Regions from separate parts of the Mus musculus genome. Here region 2 is linked to region 1. Evidence: chromatin contacts called from public promoter capture Hi-C data. All regions are on one chromosome and are shown on one strand. The core of a region is the stretch at or near the end of the contact, and the rest is flanking DNA. Distances in the headings are between cores, read along the strand shown. Region 1 holds the start of Mgrn1 (mahogunin, ring finger 1). Region 2 overlaps Ppl (periplakin).

Region 1 (4,726 bases), core at 1,024-3,523:
AGGTTAGAGGAACATCTTAACAATTGGAAATGCCTAGTTCTGTGGATTTGTAGTGTGTGCACAGGCCATGCATTGTTGTTTTATGCAACTGCCTAAGTGAAGGGGCATTAATGGTACTCAGGTGCCAGGTGAGGGAAGCTAGCTTTCCAGTATCTGCCACACCACTGCCACATACAGGCAGGGTCTGGGCCAATCATCTAGCTACCTTTGAAGCAGTTATAGTAGCCAACATTTACAGAAAAATCTTATGTGCCTGGCGTAGTTCTAAGCACCCTTTTCCGAGAAGAGGAAACTGAGATGCAAATAAGCAAACTTAATCAAGGTCACTCAGCAGAAGACAAACAAGGAGAATCTCAGTGGAGGGTTAACAACTGTTGTCTCAGATGTGCACACACTAGTCCTTCAAGTCTCCAAGGAAACCTCTGGAGCTGCAGCCTGTACTAGCAATGCACACAGGCAAGCAGGTCTCCCTACACTGACATGTGATTCCATCCCATTCACTGAAAAGTGTCACTAAATAGTGCCAGTTTCCTGTTCTTTCATCCTGGGAGTTCCCAGATCTTCACACTAACAGAATACTATCTCAAACTTGAGTGGGCATCAAACACACCAAAGAAAATTAGCTTAAAATGCAGATCCCTAGGGCAAAGAAAGTCTAGAAGCACAGCCCGAAACATTTAATAAGCTGTCCAACTAATGGGGGCAGACTCTTCTCAGCCACACAGGAAATCTGGCCGGCTTGGTCTGAAAACACCTCAGGACCAAACATCACATTCAACACTTAGAACCGGATCTAAAGGCCCAGCGTTCTACCCCGCCAAGAAGTTGTGTAGAAGTAAATGTAGCTGACAAGGCACCAGGCATTGCTGTGTGTAGCAGGACACACCTGTAGTCTCAGCACCAGAAGCCTAAGGCTGGAGAACTGAGTACCAGGCCAGCCAGAGCTATATAACAGGACTTTTGTCTTAGAAAAAGGCCTGGTCTAAGAATGTGACTAAGTTAATATAATGCTTGACTACCATGCACAGTGCGCTGAGTTCAAGTCTCCAGCACCTCATAAAACAGGGCAAAGTGCACATTTCAAATCTCAACACTGGGAGGGTAGAGGCAGGAGGACCAGTGTTTGCTCAATGTCACTCTCATAAGGAGTTGGAGCCATGCTGGGCTACATGACATACTGTCCTTATTTTAAACACATACACAGAGAGAGAGAGAGAGAGAGAGAGACAGACAGAGAGAGAGAGAGAGAGAGAGAGAGAGAGAGAGAGAGCAGAGACTATGAATGAGAATAGGAGCAAGGCTCCTCTGGGATCCCACATCTGATATCTGATGCTGGTTCCAACTCTGCCCCCATCCAGCTCCCATAATCTACCAGTGAGTCTGCCCTGAATGAGAGGGAAAGGTCAGTAGTTCTCTCTAACCATTCAAACCATTATCCTGTCCTCCAATGGAACCCAGCACCTCCCTATCGATCACCTCCCTAGGTCAAACACCAGTGTCCCTCACTCGCACGGGAAGAGGAAAGCCTGGGTCCAAATCCTAATGAGTTGTCACAATCCAGGGCCGGTCTTCATGCCTCCAAAGCCGGCACCACCGGGTCGGTGGTGAGGGTGTCCTCACTACCAATGCAGTCTGATCCCAGAGATGCCAAGTATCGGTGCATACACAAAGTGAGTGGCCCAAGGTCACCAGTTAAAAAGAGGCCGCGCAAGGTGCGTCTGCGGCCAGCAGGGCTAGCCAGGGCCGCAGCCACGCCTCAAACTCCACAGGTACCGGGAAGGGGCACAGGAGGAGGGTCCGCGACAGGGCAGGGCGCTCGCGCGTCTGATCCCCGGGCCTCCTGGAGTCCCCAGTCCCCGTTCCAGCCCCCTTCCGCGGTCCGCGTCCTCGGAAGCTCACCGGACTTCGGAGGGTAGCGATAGGCCGAGTTGGCCTGTATGTCGATGTCCTCTACGCCCGCGATGCGGCGACTCAGGATGGAGCCCATGGTGCGCGTTTCTACCGGCCAGCCGGAGAGGAGAGGTTGTCGGCTGCGGCGTCCTCACACGGACATGGCCCAAAACAGGCCGCACCAACGCGTACCCACCGCCGCCACCGCCGCCGCCGCCGCGGCACCTCTCCACAGCCCCCGCCCCCGGCCGCCCCGGCCTAGGCCCGGCGCCCCGCCCCCGCCCCCGCCCCGCAGTTCCAGGGGAAATGGAGTCCAGGCCAGGCAGCCAATGCGCCTGCGTACTACGCTTCCCAAGCTTGCCACCACCACCACCACCACCACCACCACCACCACCACCTCTCACGTGAGTAGCCACAGTGGGTCGAACCAAGAGGCTCCGGCTAAGGGGGTTATCTCCTTCACACGACGCTAACCTCGGCTGCCCAGCTGGATACTGAAACCGGAATGCCTCAGTCCCTTCATCTTCTGTCTACATTTAGACACCCTCAGAATTTCGAGCGTCTCCCATGTAAACCAAGTCTGAAAATGTCGACAATTCTACAGTAGCTCTCCCCCACTTCCCGAGGTTCTTCTCCCATCCTCAGCCGCAAAGGGAATACCTTTAACCAGAGGACAACTGGGTAACCACCAAGCCTTGGAGCCTTGGTCAAGAAGTCAAAACATTAAAAAATAAATAAATAAATAAAAAGCCGGGCTTGGTAGCGCACGCCTTTAATCCCAGCAGAGGCAGAGGCAGGCGGATTTCTGAGTTCGAGGCCAGCCTGGTCTACAGAGTGAGTTCCAGGACAGCTAGGGCTACACAGAAACATTTACAATGGACACGGAATTTTCAGAAGACAGATTTCTCCCCCTTTGACACATAGGGAAACTGAGGCACAAAGCAGGGCAGACGGCAAATAATATGCTAAAAGCAAGTTCAGAAAAATCAGGATACGGATTGCAACATTAATTTACAAGCTATGCCCTGGCTTCTCTCACACACACGCACGCGCGCACACACGCACTGCTTTGAGGATGCCAGGGTATGTTTTTATGATTCTCAGAGGAGTTGAGTTTCTTAGAAGTGCCTCCCATCTTGAACCTGCTGTTCCAGGAGAGCAGCTAGGGAGACCAGCAGGTAGTGAAGTATCAGGTGGTGACTTCACCATAGTTCAAACTATACTAAACCTGAATGCAAAGTCCTTGAAGATCCTCCCCCTGTCCCTTGTAGATAAGGTGACAAGCATAGGCCTTAAGTGAAGACCTCAAGTGAGCAAAAAAATACCCTCGCGCGGTGGGTGTGCCTCGGTGCGGCCTGGTCTGGGCCATGTCTGTCGTCACCCCAACCTCTTCTGCTGGCCAGCAGAAATGTGCATCATGGGCTCCATCCTGAGTTGCTGCATCGTAGGTACGGAGGACATCAATTTTCAGGCCAACTTGGCCTATTGCTATCCTCCAAAGTCCGGTGAAGGAAGAGAGAAAATATCAAGAATTGATAGGCTGAAGCCTGGCGTGGTGGCGCACGTCTTTACTCGGGAGGCAGAGGCAGGCGGATTTCTGAGTTCGAGGACAGCCTGGTCTACAAAGTGAGCTCCAGGACAGCCCGGGCTATACAGAGAAACCCTGTCTCGAAAAAACAAAACAAAAAGAATTGATAGGCTGAAAGCTGTGTGAGGAGGTGGCCAAAATGGCTGAATGATGGAATAATATATGTAATTGAATATAATAATATTCAAACCATAAAGGGCTAGTGCCACTCACCAGAGACAAGACTTCCCTCGAGACCATGTTGTTGAGACCTAGTTGGGACCCTCCAGGACACCAGAGGTCCTCCAAAGTTCAACTAAGGAGCAGCAGAGGGCAGCCAAGAAGTTAGATGAGAAGCTACATTTCCTGGCTGGAAACTCTTTCCTCTTACACTGGAAGCAGAGATTCACAGTCTAAGGCATAATCTGTCTGCACCGCCCGCCATCCACCTCCACTGTGCCTCCCACCCAGGCACCCTCCTCCATCCCTGAAGAGTCGAGCTTTTGGCTCTTCTTTGGCTAATGCTACCCTAGAGTAGCTGTGTAAGAGATCTCTGAATTTCTTCAAACTCAAAATAGCACAATGGACCAGTTGAGAACAAAAGCCATAATCTCTTCATAAACATATTTAGAATCATAAGACAGCACACACTAATGACTATTATGAAGATGTGCCTAGACTAATGGAAGCAAGGCCTGATTATGGAGTTGCACAAAGGATGCAATTTCAATACATCTAGCTCACAAGCTGTGCCTGAAGGAGAGACATCTTCTTGAACCCTGCATTTAAGAGAGTCACTGGAAACAACATAGCTTCAGCCTTCCACCATCCTCTCTGTGACCACAGCACACATTGCAACCAACTTAAGCTGCAGAGGAACCATGACTGCCTGGCTCAAGTGTGTCAGCCACCACAAAGCTGCATAGCAACATACTCTTGACAGGCAACTTGTCTGATACATGGGAGAAGTGAATCCACGGACAATTTGGGTCAGAGCTTGCATTTGCAACTGTACCAGGATATCTCAATCAGAATTTCAATTTCACCAAGAATCTGGAAAGCTAAAATGAAATGACCCATATGTCACTAGGAAGAGTTCAGGTGTTTGATGTAGCCTGAGCATATCTATCCTAAAGATCTACATTGGCGAAACACTCCTCGCATCCCCCATAATGCCTGTCTGTAGCTCAGGCTGGTCTCTAACTCATAATTCTAAGTGCTGAGTGTAAGTATGTACAACCACACCCACCTTAGGACCAAACACTTTTC
Region 2 (4,726 bases), core at 968-3,467, 220 kb before region 1:
AGGGAAGCCAGGCTACATTTGGATCTCAGAGCAGTGTCCTGAGTGTCGGCAGGCCCTGGTACTGTTCCTGCCACACTTATACTCTAGTGTGCTTGTTCTTTGTCTGGAATTCAAGTGTAGCCAGGAGCTATGCTTCATCTGGTATCTTAGTCATCAGATGACCAAGAGCCAGCCTGAGCAGTGTGGGACCAAGGGTTGGAAATTTATGGGACACCAGGCCCCACTGTTGTCTCTAGTCTCTGTTGTGGCTGCTTCTGCCTCCACAGCTTTCTCTGGGAGACCAGGGGTGTGATCCCAGGGCCTAGTCTACGACCCAGTATAGCCAGAGGATAGGGTGGGGGTGGGGGTGGTAAGTAGAGTCACAGGGGTAAGGGAGCCAGGGAGGCCCTGGCTCAGGATGGCCCTTCAGGAACTGAGGAATGTGGTCGTCTTCCTCCTACTTGGGATCCTTGAGCACTCATCTCTCTCCTGTCAGAGTACCTGTTCCCTCCCAACATGCCTCTGGGGATTTTTTTTTTCTGCTATTCCCTCTCCTGGCACCCAGCAATGGTGTTTCGTTTGTTTTCTTCTTTCCTTTCCTAAATGAAAGTCATCTTGTTGGGATGTGTCTGTTTTTCCTCACAACCAGACTAGTGTGTGCTCATAACTAACGTTTTAGGACAGATAAACAATATGTTGTGGGAAACTAAAATCCCATAGAGTCCATCCTCAAAGGCCCCCACCAGCCGGCCCTGAGTCTTCAGGGTTATGTTCAGCCTTCTGTCATGTGCACATTGGTACAGGCGTGTGCATGTGCGTGTGTGTGTGTGTGTGTGTGTGTGTGTGTGTGTGTGTGACAGAGAGAGAGAGAGAGAGAGAGAGAGAGAGAGAGAGAGAGAGAGAGAGAGAGAGAGAGGCAGAGAGTAGGAAGGAGAAATCTATGCAGGTTCAGGCTTGCCTTTGTGTCTGCTGGGGAAATGGCTCAAACAGTAACAGCCTGCCTGTGCGTGTGCTTGTGTACCTGTATGCAGTGCTCGGGGACTGAGCCCAGTACTGTGCGCATATTAGGCAGGTGCTGTACCACTGAGCAACACCCCAACCCTGAGCTGCTTCAGTTTTTTCTTTTTTTGTTTGTTTTGGGTTTTGGAAACAAAGTTTCTCTGTGTAGCCCTGGCAGTCCTGGAACTCACTCTGTAGACCAGGCTCTGAGCTGCTTCTTAATTTCAACAGAACAAAGTTGAAGAAAAACAAACAAACAAACAAACAAACAAACAAAAAACCAAAACAAACCAGCAGCCACTTTTGTAGAGTACCTGGGCCAAATCCTTTCCTTCCTTCGTCCTTTCTTCTCTCTTCCCCTCCCTCCTTTCCCCCTTCCTGTCTCCCTTTCCTTTTCTCTTGTTTGTAGAAGGTATCATTATATTGTCCAAATGTTTTCCTGAACTTTCCATGTTTTAAATTAGTGAGAGATACTTGAGTAACATAAGCTGAACTGCTAAAGAGCCACAAGTACAATGTTAGCGTCACCCCATTCCCAGGGAGCCCCCTCACCCTTAGGCAATGCCCCCTGCTCTCTCTTTCCCAGCCACTCCCCTACTCTGTCTCTTCGTTAAGTGACCTGCATATCCCTATGCACAGAACTTTCCAGTGACATGTCCTGTGGGCAGATGTCTGAAGCTGCAGACAGCCCGAAGGATGGATGGAGCGGTTTCCTTTGTAGCCCCTCCACCAACACTGCCCAGTGCCCACACTGGACCACACTGCTCTCCTACCTGTCCACCAGTCAACCTGTCTTGCACCAGCCCTATCAATTCCTCTGGCCTGAAGGACCATTTTATCAGGGTGTAAATCACAGAAAGACCCCAGAAGTGGCCTCCATCTATGAGTTCACCCCTGTGAATCTGTGCTTTGGTAGAAAGTCACCGAGGCAGGATTCATTACCTGGTTACGAATTCTCTAAAAAGCCTTTGGTGCTCACCCCCCAGAGGTGACCCTCCCTAGGCCCCCACACTCTCACTGCCCACTAGTTTGGCTGACTTGAGCCCTTAGTCACCCGCCCAGGGTCCCCCGAGCAGGTCTCCTCACCTAAGCCAGATGTGCCCCCACCCCAGACTCACCGGTAGGACTCAGTAATGATTAACAGACTTGGCTTCTGAAACATTCATCTTTGACACTGTGGGGCCCAGGCGGCCTTGGGTCAGCCAGTGACTGAGAGGGTAATATTCTGCCCAAGCCAGGGAGCATGTTGTGTTGCCTGCCCCAGGTCAGCGATGCCTGGCCTTCCACTTGATAGCCTCAGCTCCAGGTCACTGGGAGAGCCAGGCTCCCACCCTGCTCAGCGCCCCAGGTAGCCATGGATGGGAATCCCCATGACACTAGGCCATCTCGCTACCCATCCCTCCTTTTTTCCTTTTCGAATTTCTGTTTTTATTCTTACTTTTCCAATCCTCAGGATGGAACCCAAGGTCTCGCCTGCTAAGAACACACACTGCCACTGGGCTGCACCTCCCTGTCCTCGGCTCTGTCTTCTTCCTCCTCCTTCTTTCAGGCAATCCCGATGAAGCCCAGGCTGGCTTCGAACCGATGACATAACTGGGTCTGGTTCATTTTCCTTGTCCTTCCTCCCTTTGTTTGCTTGCTTGTTGTGTGTGCTCACACCATGGCACATGTGTGAAGATCATAAGGCAACTTGTAGGAGTTGGTTCTCTCTGTCTACCATGTAGGTGCTGAGATTGAACTCGGTTCATCAGCCTGGTGGCAGATGTCCTACCCACTCAGCAATCCTATCAGGAACCTTCCTGAGTTTTGTTCCTTATTTTTAAAGATTTATTTGTTTCTGTTGTGTATGTCTGGGTGTTTTGCCTGAATCACATGCAAACCTCACACCTGGGGAGGCCAGAAGAGGACTTTTGACCCACAGGAATTAGGGAATCCTGTGAGTTGTGTGGGCACTGAGAACTGAATCCAGGGCCTCTGGAAAAGCAGCCAGTGCTCATAACCACTGAGCCATCTCTTCAACCCCAGTTCCCTTTGTTTTTCGAAATAAGGTCTTGCTATGCACTGGAGGCTGACCTTGAGTTTGACCCTTCTTCCTCAGCCCCTCCAGTGCCAAGGTCACCTTCATTCACCACCACAGCTTTTCTTCCCACTTTTAAACACGATGTCTGCTTTACGCTTTACACTTTACAAGGTGTGGTGGTCCAGGGCACCGCCCAGTATATTTAGGACCTCGTTAGAGCTCTGTGATGTTCTCACAGGTCAGAGCCAGTGGGCTCTCTGCCATTTCCACTCATGACGTTCCTAGCCCCATGCCAAGCAGCTTTCTGCCTCCTGCCCTTAGGCCTACCAGCTGGGGGCTTTTCACCTAAATGGAATCCCATGCCCATGGTCACCTGTATGCTTCTCTCCAGTCTCATTTTCCTGGTGGAATTACTTCTGCCACTGAGAGGCATCCCCAGCCCTGTTTCTCTCTTCTGGTTTCTGTGCTTCTCGACAGAATCTGGGTCTTTGCACCTGTTAGGCAAGCATCTATACCCAGAACTGCTTCCCAGCCTCAACTTTCCTCTTCTGAAGGCAGGTAGAGATGGGACGTCCAGAGCCAGCCAGCCATCAGGAGGCCTTACTGCTGTAGGTACCCAGTGTTGCTTATCCTGCCTTCAGCCTAACTCACTGACATCCTCGCTTCCCCTGATGAACTCTGAGACCCTTAGGGATTCATCCCTGGACTCCAGCTTGGTGCTAAAAATATAGCCAGGTTTCGTGGCTGCTGGAGTAGACAGACTGTGTCTAGACACACTGCCTGGGGCTGGAGGGATGACTCAAGGGTTAATAGCACTTGCTGCTCATTCAGAGGACCAGGGTTTGGTTCCCAGCACCCATGATGGGCAGTTTACAACTGCCTGTAAATCTAACTCCAGGGGATCTGATGCTCTCTAGTGGCCTCTGCATGCACGTGCACGCGCGCGCACACACACACACACACACACACACACACACACATATACACACTAAATATCTACCCACCCACTTTTCCTTCTATCACCACTATGACCAGCCTAGCAGTTGCCTAGGTCAACAGGTGACACCACCAGCAATTCCAGCTCTCACCCTAATGTTGAAGGCCAGCTGCATGGCTCCTGGAAGCCACAACTTAGGTATGGAAGGAGCCGTGCGATTGGTCCTTCCTTGGGGTCCTTCTGTGCTCTGTGTCCACAGGTCATGTGAACAGACCTCACTTCTGCTCTGGTCTCCCTCCCATCCCTGCCCCCACTAGTCTCTTACTGGTCCCTCGATCGTGGCTTGCTCTGTCTTTCCTCAGGGCCTTTGCACAGGCTGTCCCCTCTGCCTGGAACACATTTTTCCTCTGTCCTTCATCCTAGTTTATTCAGCGCCTCAGCAGTGCCTCCCTGAGCTCTGGTGCCTGTGGGGTGTCCATCAGCTTGCCTTGTAGGCAGTCTCCCAACTTGGGTTATGAGCACCTGGCAGGCAGAGCCAACCTAGGAACCAGTGGGACTGTTTACCCCTGTGTCTTGGTGCCCAGCTGTTTGGTGAGAGCCAGTCTGGATGAAGTCAGAGGAGCCCTCAGCTGGCCCTGCCCCTCAGGCCCTGTGGTATCACTACAGACTTGGAGTCTCCACTGTTACCTTTTCTTTTCCTTCTCAGGACTTGGCCCGGATGCAAGAGGGGCAGCTCCCTGAGCACCGGGACGCGGCCCTGCAGAACGTGTCTGACTCAGAAAAGCTGCTGT

The links. Promoter capture Hi-C pulls out the DNA fragments that hold promoters and counts their contacts.
Region 2: a promoter capture Hi-C map of liver shows a contact between it and region 1, with 2.3 times the contacts expected there. The contact joins the enhancer-like site here to the promoter of Mgrn1 in region 1. A contact is called at or near these places in 1 of 39 promoter capture datasets (liver), 1 of 115 datasets of contacts at active chromatin or transcription factors (pancreatic cancer cells) and 1 of 9 other capture datasets (pancreatic islet).

What each region holds. Positions count from the first base shown.
Region 1 is chr16:4,883,647-4,888,372 of GRCm38.p6, reverse strand. Mgrn1 (mahogunin, ring finger 1) reads right to left here and starts at 2,273. Exons shown (of 17, transcript NM_029657.4): 1 at 1,900-2,273. The coding sequence starts at 1,987.
Region 2 is chr16:5,107,527-5,112,252 of GRCm38.p6, reverse strand. Ppl (periplakin) reads left to right here. Exons shown (of 22, transcript NM_008909.2): 3 at 4,642-4,726. Among named protein-coding and RNA genes, the nearest start is that of Ppl, 23 kb to the left of the region's middle. Within about 2 kb of position 2,217, at least 11 of the 459 cell types and tissues checked have an H3K27ac peak or open chromatin away from gene starts, as enhancers often do. A contact at or near this core is called in liver, where this site is marked.